Regions from separate parts of the Mus musculus genome. Here region 1 is linked to region 2. A link is a contact called in public ChIA-PET data. All regions are on one chromosome and are shown on one strand. The core of a region is the stretch at or near the end of the contact, and the rest is flanking DNA. Distances in the headings are between cores, read along the strand shown.

Region 1 (7,232 bases), core at 4,114-6,613, 85 kb before region 2:
TGGACTCCTGGGCAGGTGAGTGACAGGACCAGCTGGATTCTCTCCTAAGGGAAGAGACAATGGAATGTAACATTCTAGTCTTTACTGCAGATCTGAATATCACTCTACCCAGAGGTATTCCATTCTTTTAACCAGGAAGAAATAGCTTTCCCTTAATGGGCCTCAACATAGTCCTGATATATATCCCCAATGGCATCCAAGGCTACAAATCCCTATAAAAGACCCTCCTCAAACTCTAAGGGTGTAAAATTGCTTAGGAAAGGGTCTGAACTGAAGAACAGATATAGTCCATCTCTACCATTAAAAAAATATATATATCCAATTCCCAAACCAAGAGGGAATTAGCATCTGAACTGGTGTTTGGGTTCCACTCCTAAGTAGAATTTTGGCTGGGGTACTCATTTAGGGTAAGAGAATAAAGAGCCCAGGCCAGGAACCTGAAGTTTCTTCAGACATCTCTGGCTTATGGCCAGGACAGAATGAAAACCATTGCCAAGCTCTGACCAAATACACAAACAGAAGCCCTTATCCTGAAATTGCACACTCTGTTTATGTAACACAGGAAACATGGAGTGTCTTTGAGTTTGAAGAAGGCCTTTCTTCTCACCTCAGGTGGGCTTTATCTTGAGCGTTAGGGTCCTGGGCAGGATGTTCACTGTCTTGAAGAATTGCCACTGAATTGGTGACTCCTGGTTCTTGGGAATTCGAAGAATGAAATTCACAGACAACAGATTGTGGGTTTTAGGGAGAAGTGTTTTACTATAAAGATCTTTAGAGCAATAGGAAGGAATGCAGAGAGCCATTGGAGCAGGGGGCTTTCCTGAGATAGGGTTCTATCAAGCTGCTAATCTGGGGGCTTCTGTAGGGCTGATAATTGAGAAAAACAATAGAGGGTCCCTTTTCACAGTGTTAATAAAGGTGATGGGCAGGGACAGCATGTCCGAGCCTCTGCTGTGGAACCGCATCACCCTGTGAACATCTTTCAAACGTACACATTTGCTAAGCTTACATTCACTTCTCAATGAAAGGAGTTGTTGAAGCTTGCATGGGAAGGGCCCGAGATCTGACTAATTGTTCTCCAGATGGAAGTGTCATTTTGGGGGCGCTTTGGAGCTATAAGGAGGAAGGACATAGCTGAAGGAAGGTCACTCGTGGCAGGCACCTTTGACCCTGAGTCCGTGTACTGCTGTCTGTCTACAGAACCGTAGCAAGACTAGCTCTCTGTGATGAGGCTCCAACACTGAGCTGTTGTGCTCAATGGCATAGATCTAAGCAACGACAGACCGGACCTTCTGAAAACCATGAGCCACCCATTCTTAATGTGGCCTCAATAACAACAAAATACTGCTAATAATGGCTATAACAATAATAAGTCAATGCACCTAGAACAAACAGGTTGGTTATACTGTTTAGCACTTACCTGGCTTGCAAGTCTATAGCCCTTGTACAAATGTTTCCACAAGGAATTGTTTGCTGTCCCTAAGTGCGTTTACATACAAAACAATTATGGAGATATAAATTGTTTTGTTGGTGGTAATAAGTATTCTGTGAAGATGACCCTAGAATCTCATTTAATCACGCAGTATTTTGAAATGTTTACAGGTCATACAATCTAATTACTTCTGTCTTCAAACCAAACAAAAACTTTCGCACTGCTTACACCACAATGACAATAGCACAATGTTCTTCTATAATAGAGAATGTTTGAAAAGACCCAAACTGAATAGAAAAGAGAAATAGTTATAAGATCCATAGCCATATTAGTTAGCTATTGCTGTACTAGCAAGTCACCCCCCAAAATTCTTTTAATTAAAAAGTAAACCCTTTTTTTTTAATGCAATTTATACAATAGCTAGAGGTCCAGCTTCTGGTCTCGGCTGTACTCTTTTATCCAACCGTGGAAGCTGGTATAACTGGGCTCTGATTGGTTCAGGAGGTATACATCCAAAGATTGCAAAACTGAGGCTTCACCCTACTAGAAGGCTCAATTGGATTTTTTTTTTCTCATCATGGTAATCTGCCTGTATCAGGGTTCCAAGGAGTAGATAAATACGTAAGACTTGGTGATGCACAGGCTTGGAATGGAGGCTTTCATGTCTGTTATATCCTGTTGGCCAAAAACAATGGCAGCCATCTTCTAGGTGCTGGAAAATCATCTTCACACCCTCATGAGAGCAGCTGCAAAATCCCATGCAGAGGATGTGTGTGGGCAGGCTGTGGGTGTTGAAAGCAGTTTCTCAGTCCGCCACCATGGTACATTTATTGGACAGATTGTATTCCAACCATTACAAAAGGAAGCCCATGTAGCAAGTTAGGAGATTAAACAACAAAACAAACCAAAAAAATATGGCATTAACTTTTATAACAAGCAAATAAACATTTAGAAGAAAGCACAGACGATAGTTGCATAAGATGGAGAAAAAGCCTTGGTTTTAGCTGCTTTTTGTAAAGTATTCTGACTTTACTGAAAAATCCACACCTCTTACTCTGACTGCATGTGATGTAATTCGTATTTTATACCTTCAGTTGGATTTGGCTGATGTATTTAATGAAGAAATTATGAAGAGAAAGAACAAATGGACTATTTAAAGAAAAAAAAATTGGACAAAACAATTCAACCCCAAAATTCCATGCCAGAAATTCAACTGACAGGGAGAATATAATGTGACAGAATGTGCTTGCTATTTCCAGGGAAACGGAGTTAAAGAGAGCTTTTAGAGGATAAAGCAAAAAGCTTTTGGCTGTTACAGTACTTTCCACAGGAGTAAAAACTTTCATTGTGTGACTAAATCAATGGAGATTATTTCCTCAGTCAGAATTGCCTTTGTCTGCACGTGTTCTTTGCACGTATCTATTTTTGTTTCTGACTCAGTAGCCAGGTCCTGAAGTGAGTGATTCAATGGAAGGTGATGCTGAACTTTGTATGGAAGTTACTACATAGAGCCTTTGACTGTTTCCAAGGTCATTCACTGACCAGCAAGACACAATGAAGTCAGCATTGTGGGCTGACTTCATCTTCCCAAGCTACGGTCCTACTAAATCTATCAGCGAGCTGTGGTTCTAACAGACTTCTCCAACATGCAGTTTATTTAGGGTTACTTTCAATATAGGATTCACCTGCAGCAGCCTCCTTAGCAAGCAAACCACAGCAGCTTATGCAGTCACATGTAAACGAGTGCTAGCGATGTGAAAGGCACAACTCTTCTGGAAGAACACTAGACATTGGAATTGTGGAGATCCAGACTATATGGCAACTTGTGTCCTGAGAGAAATCAGCCCAATGGGCAGTAAGACCACTTACACATTCTCCTGTCCCAAGATTAGTTGCAGAGAAGTTGCTACCAATGTCTGCAAGTATCCACACCACTATTCTGTGGTGCCCTGGCAATTTTCTTTCTTCCTGCAAATAGCAGAGGGCAGATAGCAGGAAGGCCCACCCCACCTTCCACATCGCCTCCACCCCAGGAGAATGTATAGATCTAGCATAGGAAAGAATCATAGTTCATCAGACAGGGTAACCTCAGCTTCCCCTGTTCCAACTTATATTTAGTGCTACTAGTCCAGGGCACATCCTAATAGCTACCAGTCCATTGCTCAGTCCTACCCTACCCTGTAATCTATCCCTTCACCTTGCAGTTTTGTCCTGGAATGCTTTCTTCTTAGACTTTAGCAAAAGGGGTACTCGGTCTTTTGTCTCATCACTTACAACTTGTTTATAGTTCAAAGAGCAAGTCCTTCCTGAGATTTAGTGGTCACAGTGTAATGTCTCATGAAAGTTGACTCTGGGCAGAAATCTAACAGAAGGAGACGTGACTCAAAGCTACTCACAGGACTGAAGCAAGCCAGGGGGCAAGGAATTGGGTGTTTCAAAAGGACAACCATGCTTAAGGGTCTCAGGTGACTTACTCTGTGGAGGTGGGAATCCTGAAGAGATGAGACACACTGGAGTTGAGCAACATTTCCTAAAGCATGTATGTAGATCACACAGGGACTTTTGTGGGTATCAGCATCATTCAGGACAGAGAAGAAATGCAAATATGGTTTCCAGTTTTGCCTTGTGAAGTATTGTCAAGTATTGTTATGTGTACACAATCATATATTGTAAACAGCAGGTTTAACCTGAATTCACTGACATGCATCAATCAACTTCCCAGGATGCCTTCCCATACCACCCTCTGCCTATGGATTATTGCATCATGATGGTGGAACAGTAAATTAGTCTTACAGACAAGGTCAGCACTCTCAGTGCCCTAAACTACCTTAGTTAGGCATCTGGTCGACCCTGTTATTGTACACATGGATTGAGCCACAGAAGGGAGGAATTCTTGCTCTCAACCCTACAGAGCTGGTTTGTGGCTCTGCCAGACCACACCCTGAACCACTCTTATACTTCTTTATACTTTACCCAATTCTACTCCTAGAGACTCAGTCATTAGAATACTTGTGAAGAACAAAATCCAGTTTTATTTCAGTATCTTTGTAAGACTCTTCATATAAAACCTTTTGCAAGCCAGAAAAAAAAAATATCCTTCCCAGCTTGTGCAAAGTACAACTCAGAAAAGACGGGTACCAAAGTTGCATCACTGGAATAAAAGCTTAGCTAGTGTCATGGCTTATCTTCATTGAGACCTTGATGAGTTTGAGAAGCACCTACAAGACCAATAAATCACATATCTGGGTATCTCTATGAGGGCATTTCCAGAAAGACTAACCCCTGAATGTTGATGGTACCCGTCTCTTATGCACAGGGCCCAGATGCAATCAAAGGGAAAAAGTTCACCAGGAAGAACTATCTCCCTCCCTTTCCTCCCTCCCTTCCCTATCTGTTTCTCTGCTTCTTGGCTGCCCCAAGGTGAGCTAATCTATTAAGCCACACTTTTGGTAGCTATGAGGCACCAAAAACTTCTGAAGTCCCCCCTCCTTACATTGTATTTGGTTTGTTGGTTGGTCGTTTGGTTTGTGACAAGTTCTCCATATGTAGCTCAAGCTGACTTCACTCCTCTGAGCTGGGACTATAAGCATATGCATCTTGCCTGGTTCGTGAGTTCCCTGGCTGTTGTATTTTTGTCACAGCGAAAAGAAGCTAGCAAAGAAAGTACGCATGTTTAGCACTCTACTGTGTACGCTATGTGCATTTCTCCTTGTAATCCTCATTATTGTCTCCATTTTACAGTTGGGAGAACTGAGAGTTTTGAGAAGCGTATTTGTTACTTTTCTTATTGCTGGAATAAAACACTTGGCAAAAGCAACCCAAGAAAGTAGTGTTTCCTTGGGTTCATGGTTTTCAGAGAAGGTATGACCACAGAAGCGTAAGGTGTCAGACCACACTGCCTGCATATTCCGGAAGCAAAGACAGAGGCATGTCACACTTCACTCATGATCCATCTTTCACTAACTCTGAATCTGGGGACTGGTGCTCTCCATGTTCAGGTTGGGTCTTCCTTCCTTAGTTAAACATATCTGGAAATGTTCTTAGTGACACATTTGGAAGTCTGTTTCCATGGTGACTTTAAACCCAGTAAAGTTGACAGTAAAGATTAACCATCATAAGAGACGCAAAACTCCACTTAAAAGCTCACAACTGATGAGAGATAGAGCCAATATTTAGATTTGTAGTGTAAGTGAAAGCCCTAATATAATGACTATAGTCATTATAGATAAGTGTCATTCCTAATTCATCCCCCGAGATTTTAGCTTTCTAGGGTCCAGTACCCAGAGTGTCTCTCCTGGAAAGCCACCCTCTGTTCTGGCATGTAAGGAACAGACTCGTGAAAAACACCATCCTGAGCCTACTTCATCCCACGTTCTTCTTCCAAGGCTCCAGAAATGTGGTCTTCCCTTATGATGCCAATTAGGCAAGAACAGATGGTCTAGTTCTTCTCAGTTGTTACCCATTCAACATTCGTGGAAAAAATCCTGGAAGGTTTATTTGCAACATAAGTGTCAGCCCCAAAGGAAACTTCTTTTTTAATTTCTTGCCCTCCCTAGGAAAAGAAGAGTTCTAGAAAGAGACTTTCAGCAACTTTGGCCAAATGTGGCGAAATGTGTACATGATAATGTAAGGATTCAAAAGGCGTGTACGCAAACAGATCCAGTAGTTATAGTCATCGCTATGACATCTGATAGGGTGACTGGTAACCTTGAACTTGCCAATAACCAGCAGAGTGCACTTTGTGAGTGACTAGATCGGGCGAGAGGCTAGCATACTAGCAAAGCGGCTGGCCTGTTAGAGGGGTATGACATCCTCCCATCTACTCAGCCCTGAAGCAGACAGGTTTCAAACCAGCTTCCTCGTCTCTGACAAACATCCAAATTTTTGATAGCAACTGAGAACCTTATGAAGCAATTGAATAAAAGGATACACTCAAAGCCACTAGAGAACCTTCCCATACCATCTCTTTTCATCTCTTCAAGAAAATGGTGTAAAATTCCAATTTATATACTGGGCACATACCCCAAAATGTAGTTTTCGCTTCTTTGTAAAACTCGAGCATTCCAAGAGTTAAGCAATTTTGATCATTTTGAAAGTAGCTGTCAGATTTAATATCTGCTAAGGAGACAGAGGGCAAATGTATTCTGGAGCCTGTTATATAATTTACAGATTATTTTTGCAATTTATATTCCATCAAATAGGGTATATTAGACTCTCAGAAAGCACGTAATGATCAATTAATTTCAGCAGAGCAATCTTGGTGGCACTTAGGGGACAGGCATGATTAGACCCTTTTCTAGCTGAGTCCCAAGGTCAAGTCATCAAATATGACTGATTACAGTTTCTAATGGTTTCTCCATGCCCATTAAAGAGCACTCAACTATTCGGCTCTCCTCTGATCGTGACATTCAAAATTTGCTCTGATGGCTCCTGACAAGCAAAAATGTATTCTCTAATCTTTAACCACATAAACAATAGCTAACCACTTGTAATTGAGTTTAAATTGATTTCAGGTGGCTTCAGAGAAAAGCAATTTCTACAACAGATTAACCTCTTAATTAAAGTATATTAGGAATACTGTCAGGTGTAGAAATTCTGCTACAGCAGAAAATTATACCTCATTGACATTCATTTATGAAAGAATTGCTGCTCTGTTCCCAGGTAACAGGCTACGTATGTGTGCTTCTTGCTTTGCTAGGTCAATGCCAGCCTAATTTCAGTCTTAGAATATCAGTCCTTTCTATAGGACAGGATGTGGGAAAAGATGAGGCGACATGAAACCACATGACCTTTACATCTT
Region 2 (7,505 bases), core at 724-3,223:
TCCATTAAAATACAGAGTAAACCGAGAAGGCAAATTAAGTGACTTGCCAAGGCAAGAAATTAGCGGCTTCACTGGGTTCAAACAAAACCACTCATATTTCTGAGGCCTCTTGGTCAACTAGACACTAAGATTTCTCCGCTCTGTATATTAGGAAAGGGCCCAGGCTTCTAAGTGAGTACAACCTAGCCAGGTTCGAGCCCTCGCTCTACAATTTCCCGAGCAAGCTATTCCACTTCATTAAGTGCTTGCAATTTGGTGGTAATAAGAACACTTGTTTCATAAAATTGCTGAGAGGATTAAACATGATCACGTAAACGGGGTGGTTTCAAGGAATCTCATTATACACCTGGAAGGCTATATCCCTCACCTAGCCCCCTCTCCTCATAAGCGTTTCCTCGTTGCATCAGAAAATAAGAAGACACACCTGCAGCTGTGTGTTTAGCTTTACAGGATGACACACATACTCACAGATAAAGTCAGCTGTGGGAATATTATGACAGCTGAAAACATCCCTAGAAAAGCGGCTCATCAGTAATTATCCAATTCATTCACCCATCATTCGTTCACCAGCCCATATGCCCCCATTCATCTACCCAACTACCCACCCAACTCTCTGTCTGTCTGTCCAGCCATCTCTACTCATTCACTCATCCAGGAACTTGTTTATTCAAGCGTCAATCTATCTATCCACCCACTCACCATGTCCATTTGTGTTTAGTATGCACAGTAAGCACAATCATATTCACCACCAGCTACTCAGGCATAGAAGAAAGGAGGTGGAGACTGAGACCAAAGGTGTTAAATGTGTATATTTAGCACCTCCATAGATAGATAGATAGATAGATAGATAGATAGATAGATAGATAGATGATGGATAGATGGATAGGTGGGTGGGTGGATGAATGGATGGATGGATAGATAGATAGATAGATAGATAGATAGATAGATGATGGATGGATGGATAGGTGGGTGGGTGGACGGACAGACGGACAGACAGACAGAGACAGACAGACAGACTGACAGACAGGTGATGGATAGGTGGGTGGATGGATAGATAGATAGATAGATAGATAGATAGATAGATAGATGATGGGTGGGTGGGTAGGTAAATAGATAGATAGATAGATAGATAGATAGATAGATAGATCCTCCTGACTGCTACCTGTGTTAGCTCCAAGAATACCCTAATGAGCAGGTCAAGACTGGGCTTTCCCTTCATGTAACTTACAACCCAAATAAATCCTAAAACAAACCTCTCTTCCTATAAGACACCACTTCTTATGTCAACTACTATTTATTGAATACCTACTAAGTACAAAATGGACTTAAGTGCTGCCCACCAAGAAGACAGTATAGAGAGATAGAGTTTCACCATAACTGATGTTTCACATGCTCCCTACAGACAACTAACATCAGTAGTTTTCACCAGAGGGAGGACAGGGATGGTCAGAGGCATGGAAGAACTACAGCTGAGCAAGCGATGGAGCTCGTTCCTCTCACATCTGCAGCAGAACCCTTTGTCTCGGGGCTCTCTTTTTCTCCTGTTCTAGCATTGCTGCAAGCAAAAGCAGGGGCTAGCGGAAGTATGAAGACCAGGAGAGGCTGGGCTGCTGGGTCTCCCCGTGTTCCTGATAAGCATACTGTGCTTGTGGACATTGAGGGGTTATATGGGGGGATTATTTGGGGTCTTGGTTTTGTTTGTTTGTTTGTTTGTTTTGGGTTATTTTGGTTGGTGGTTTGGTTGGTTGGTTTTTTGAAGACAGGTTTTCTCTGTGTAGCCCTGGCTGTCCTGGTTCTGTAGACCAGACTGGCCTTGACCTTTGAAATCTGCCTGCCTCTGCCTCTGGAGAGCTGGGATTAAAGGCCTATGCCACCACCACCCAGCTGAGGTATTTTTGATAACTGCTCTCTTCTCTGTTAAGCAGGGCCAAACCTCTATTTGTCTACTTTCCATGAACCATAGTGAGGTCACAGCTAAGGTGTGTAAACAGTCTGCTTACGGCTATCAGATACTCCACGTCTGTGTGTCAGGCTTTGTATCCTGTCCCCTCTGTGAGATGTTGAACCAAGCAAGAAAGAAGGGATACAGTTATGTCTGAAATATCCTTCCCATCTACCTGGCTCCTGAACACCTATGTACCCTTCACCTCTTCACTCTGAAGTTGAAAGATAGAGAAGTCCTTCATGAGCCAAAGCTTCCCGGGTCCAGTGGGCAGCGTGCTCTACCCTGTTTCTAGTCTGTGCAGCATCCAGGGCTTTAGTTTCAGTTTCTTTTGTGGTAAAAGAATTGGAAATTGAGCTTTGTACTTGATAGACAACTGCTCCATCAAGGAATCATAGCCCCAGAGATTCTTAACTTTATTCTTAGTTATTGCTGCATCTTTCGCCCTGAGAAATGGCAACAGTGCACCAGGCAGGACTTTGTCTGATCATCTTTGTCCCAAAGCATTTAGCCTTATTTCTGACATAGAGCCATACTTCATGAGTATGCCAATAACAAGAGTAGCTTTTCATAGAGGAAGCACTCTCGGGTTAGCAATATCCTGTGTACTTTGTGTGCACCATTTGCTAAGCCCCACCCCCACCCCTCCAAAACAATGTTTTGAGCATTGCACTCTTATCTTCACTTTACAGGTGAAAACTCAAGTCACAGACTTGCCCCAGATGAAAACCTTATTCTCGTTTTGAGACCCTATCACCTTCGGCAAACTGTAGGTTAAACAGTCTGAGACGAGAGAAGTTATGATATTATTCTAAAGCCGGGAGGTTATTAAAAAACAAACAAACAAAACATTAGTCTAAGCCAGTGCTGAAGCAATGGGGTGTTCTTGTTTCTCCTGCCCTACAGAGGATCCCAGCCAAGCTGTGTGGGCTCACTGTTTTGCCCAGTTCATGACAAAGGATCACCTAATAAAATAACATAAAGTATAACCAGTGCTTTCTCACACTGGCTCCGAGGATAAGATTCCGTAGTCCAGATTTCACCCGTTAGCTTCCAGTGACCTTCCCACTGACCCCTTCCAGTTTCCATTCTTTAAGGCTCCTGTTGCAAGCTCACTGGGTAGCACTCACAGCAGGAGAGAAAAGACCTTCTGCTTTTCTGAGCGGTAAGTAACACTGGCCATTTCTACCCACTGCCTGCCTTCAAAATTCATCCCTTTGATAGTCACAAACCCAGAAATTTCATAACAAAACTGAGTGTGTGATATTCTTATTCATGGAAAAGGGTACAGCTATCCTACTGCATGCTTCACAGAAAAAAAAAAAAAAAAACAGCTGAAGAGTGGAAAGCATCGAACGAGGCGGCTCCCTGGAGCAAAGGTGTACAGTTTAAACAGTTACACAACCACTGCTGCAAACCAGAACATTCCGTACAGGCAGAAAAGGCTTAATTAGGCTGAACCAAGAGTCTAAGGTCATCTGATTCAGAACATTTCACAGTCTGAGCTGTAACATTAGCAACCTACAGGCCATCCCACCAGACCCCCATGGGCCCCAAATGGAAAGCATTTTGTTTCCTTCACCCAGGCTTAATTTAAGAAGACAGAGAGTTGTTTATGTGCTGTATATACATGTGTGTTTAGGGAGACCGTGTTTGAGTGTTCTGTGGGTGTCTGTGTCCAAATCAAAAGAAGCATATAAAAGATGGGAACACGTTATGGCAGCAAAGAAGTATTATCCCCCTAAGTCCCCTAGGATGGGACAATTGTCCCATAGTCTATAATTCATTTCTTCTTTTGTTCTTTAAGTTGTAATTCAAGAGAACAGCAATTCAGCATTGGGCTCCATCACAAGACACAAACCCACGAAAACCCACATGTCCTTCACCTGTACCTACTGTTACCACAACAGATGACCACAAACCTATTATCTTAAAACAATACAAATCTTCCAGATATGATGGTGCACACCTTTAATCCAAGTACTTGAGGGGCAGAAGCAAGCCAGTCTCTATGGGTTTGAGGATAGCCTAATCTACACAACAAGTTCTGGGCAAGTCAGGGTGACATAGTAAAATTGGTCTCAAAACCAATGCTATTATGCTGCATTCAGCGATTCAGAAATCCACAACTGGGTCCCTCGATTGAAAAATCCAAATGTGACATTGGTAAGGCTTGGCTCTGTCTGGAGGCTCCTGGTGACTCTCCATTTTTCAGACTTTCCAGCTTCTAGAGGCCACTTGCATACCTCCACTCCTGGTCCCCGGTGTTGAGTGACGCAGTATGCCTTGTTTTGCTGTTGCCTAAACTCTCCACACTCCCACCCCCCTCTTTCAACTCATACAGGCAAATGGGAGTGGGGGCAGTTTCCCTATTCCTGACTCAAAATCTTCCCCAGCACCTTCCAACACTCTTCACGATATCGAAGCTATCATACATCCCACTGCATTGTACCAAAATCCGAGGTCACGTGGTTTACAGGTTCTCTTTAAGGGCATTTTCTTCCCCTTCCACAGCCCCAGCCTGAACAGTTTTTACTTGTGTATCTGATCAGAGTGGATTCACACTTCTTTTATTCCATTGTTCCTCGTTAGACCCCTTGAGTATGCTTTAAGACATTTTCACATCCATGGCTTGTTTACCATTCTTAGGGATCTCCTGGATCCCTCTTCACCATGAGGGTATGTTCTCACTTCTTTAAATGCCTCCTTCCTAGACACCTCATTGTTGCGGGAAATATTAAAAATGACCGGCAAGTTCCCATGCTTCTCACAGTACACGGGGCACCATCGGGCCACACGGCTCCAGCCAGGTGATCTCAACTCAGCAGTCTCTCTGTGCCAGAGCTCTGGAGTTCCCTTGGCAGTTCACTGCCATGCCAGCACGACCGTCCACCCCGCAGTCAGCCACCCTCAATACCTAGCAACCTGGTGGAAACAAAACTCTTGAAGCTTATAATTAACCAGTCAGATTTATATATCACTAAATTCTCAATTCACAAGATGCCCACACAATAATTTCTGTGCCAATTGATAATGATACAAGCTGCCCACCTAGATTAGACAACTTACCCCAATTATTTTATCCCTATATATAATAACATATCTACCTGTGACTATTCAAAGCCACACTGGTTCTGAACCATCCTATCCGTCGTCCACCTTGCTTCCTCTCTCTCTCCTCCATCCTGTCTCTGCAACTCTTAGCTCTGCCTCCCTTTTCCCTGTCCAACCACAGGCCCTTCTGCTGCACTAATATTTAAACTAATTGGACAGGGAAAATCCTGCCACACCCCATTACCCAACGAAATTATCCATTATTTAAAACACATTAGTCTGACTTTTGATTTTGAACTAAAAGTATAATGTTCATAGGCTTAGGAGCAAATGGTCTGGCGTAAGTCGCCCGGACAGAGCCCAGAAGGGCACTTCTACCATAAGCTTCTGACCCACAGAATCTGTGCTTCATATCCAACACATCTTAGTCCCTACCAGTTCCTGGCCTACCAAACCGTGGCAGTTCCCTGATACATTTATTCCATTTGGAGAATGAGTTTTACCTAGCCTGGTTTCTAACCTCTGGATATGAGTAGTGAGTCAAATGATAGCATCCCTGAAATTTTGTCCTCACCCTATCCAGTGGTCCTCAAGCTTCCTAATGCTGGGACCCTTTAATACAGTTCCTCATGTTGTGGTGACCCCCCAACCACAGAATTATTTTGTTTCTACTTGATAAGTATAATTCTGCTACTGTTATGTAATCATAATATAAATATATGATATGCAGGCTGTCTGATATGCCACCCCCCCCCCAGAGAGTCTGGACCCACAATTTGAGAACTACTCCTAATCCCTTAATCCTGTAAATATGTCACCTTACTTAGTCTACGATGGGACCAAGGCTGAAGAGCTTGTGGTGGGAACAGTACCTTGGATAACTTGGGCATCCTGATGTAATCACAGAGGTCTTTCAAATGAGTGGAGCTTTCCCAGCTGCCGATAGTCAAGACAGAACATTACTAGGGGGGCTTTGACACTGTCCTGCTGACTTTCTCTCCCAGTCTCTGCAAACAGCTGAGTTCTGCAGATGCTAGAAGGGACAAGAAAAAGAGATGCGGTCTCTCCAGTCCCTTGTAATTAGCCTAGCAACCCCCTGTCAGACTGTGTTAGGCTCATATTACTATAGTAATATGTCTCAGCTGCCACGGAAATTTCATACAATGTACATACATTCCTTTTCATTACATATTGATGACCTAAGCCCTCAAAGTTAATGCATTTTAAAGTCGTTAGTGGATAAGCAACACCCTCCTCCTCCAGATCATTAGCCCTCGCATAACGGGGACCCCCACAGGAACGCAAGTGAGTAGATGCAAGATTAGTTATCATCTGGCATTTCCTGAACCAATCCCTGCCTGGTCTGCTTGACCTGAACCTAGGCAGGCTTTATCTCTATAAGGTGTTCTGTGCTCCCTTGTCTTCTCGACACAGAAGCAGCAGTCAGTGTTCCTCACATCTGCCCTCAGCTCCCGCTGTACACTGATGTGCGTACACACAGACACACAGTCACACACACACTCTGTCTGCAGTTCTCCCTCTATACTGATGTGTGCACACATGGACACACAGTATAGACAGAGACTTATACACGTATTCTCTAGTGTTCTACTGATGACCTAGGGTTGGTGAGCTTATTTCCTATCCTGAGAGCTTTATCATATTGTCAAAGGGCAGACTGTAAAAAGGAAAGACTAGGTCAGTGGTCTTCAAGCTTGAGAAAAAGACTTACACTAAATATTTTCTTCTATAGAATTCCAAGAACTTGACAGGGAAGATGCCTACAAATACCAGGTAACATGGGCAATTTCAAAATAGACAGTCATTTTGCCTTGTTCAAAGCATTTCATCCTGTACAAAGGTTGCACACATCCTGTACACTGGTTGTGGGTAGTGTGGACAGAGAAGGACAGTGGGGACATACTTTTAACACTTGAACTTTTTTTTTTTTTGGTTGGGTGCAGCAAACTTTATTGATGGTATTCAAGAGAGTAGGGAGGGCTCCCTAGGCCCCTCCTGTTGTTATGGGGGTCTGGGATGGAAATTGTGAGGGAGATGCTCAGTGTTGGGGGCCGAGTTGGGATAGGGCCTCTCTCTTGCTCAGTGTCCTTGCTGGGGTGGGTGGTCCAGGGTTTCTTACTCCTTGGAGGCCATGTAGGCCATGAGGTCCACCACCCTGTTGCTGTAGCCGTATTCATTGTCATACCAGGAAATGAGCTTGACAAAGTTGTCATTGAGAGCAATGCCAGCCCCGGCATCGAAGGTGGAAGAGTGGGAGTTGCTGTTGAAGTCGCAGGAGACAACCTGGTCCTCAGTGTAGCCCAAGATGCCCTTCAGTGGGCCCTCAGATGCCTGCTTCACCACCTTCTTCATGTCATCATACTTGGCAGGTTTCTCCAGGCGGCACGTCAGATCCACGACGGACACATTGTGGGTAGGAACACGGAAGGCCATGCCAGTGAGCTTCCCGTTCAGCTCTGGGATGACCTTGCCCACAGCCTTGGCAGCA

The links. ChIA-PET counts read pairs in DNA pulled down with a chosen protein or histone mark.
Region 1: an RNA polymerase II ChIA-PET map of effector CD8 T cells shows a contact between it and region 2, with 50 read pairs. The contact joins two enhancer-like sites. A contact is called at or near these places in 5 of 484 Hi-C or Micro-C datasets (CD8 T cells, nephron progenitors, regulatory T cells and 1 more) and 2 of 115 datasets of contacts at active chromatin or transcription factors (CD8 T cells and effector CD8 T cells).

The regions. Positions count from the first base shown.
Region 1 is chr3:52,701,757-52,708,988 of GRCm38.p6, reverse strand. Gm30235 (a long non-coding RNA gene) reads right to left here. Exons shown (of 4, transcript XR_867280.1): 4 at 1-44. Among named protein-coding and RNA genes, the nearest start is that of Gm22798, 17 kb to the left of the region's middle. Within about 2 kb of position 5,363, at least 14 of the 459 cell types and tissues checked have an H3K27ac peak or open chromatin away from gene starts, as enhancers often do. A contact at or near this core is called in CD8 T cells and effector CD8 T cells, where this site is marked.
Region 2 is chr3:52,613,464-52,620,968 of GRCm38.p6, reverse strand. It overlaps the pseudogene Gm10293. Among named protein-coding and RNA genes, the nearest start is that of Gm30235, 33 kb to the left of the region's middle. Within about 2 kb of position 1,973, at least 38 of the 459 cell types and tissues checked have an H3K27ac peak or open chromatin away from gene starts, as enhancers often do. A contact at or near this core is called in CD8 T cells and effector CD8 T cells, where this site is marked.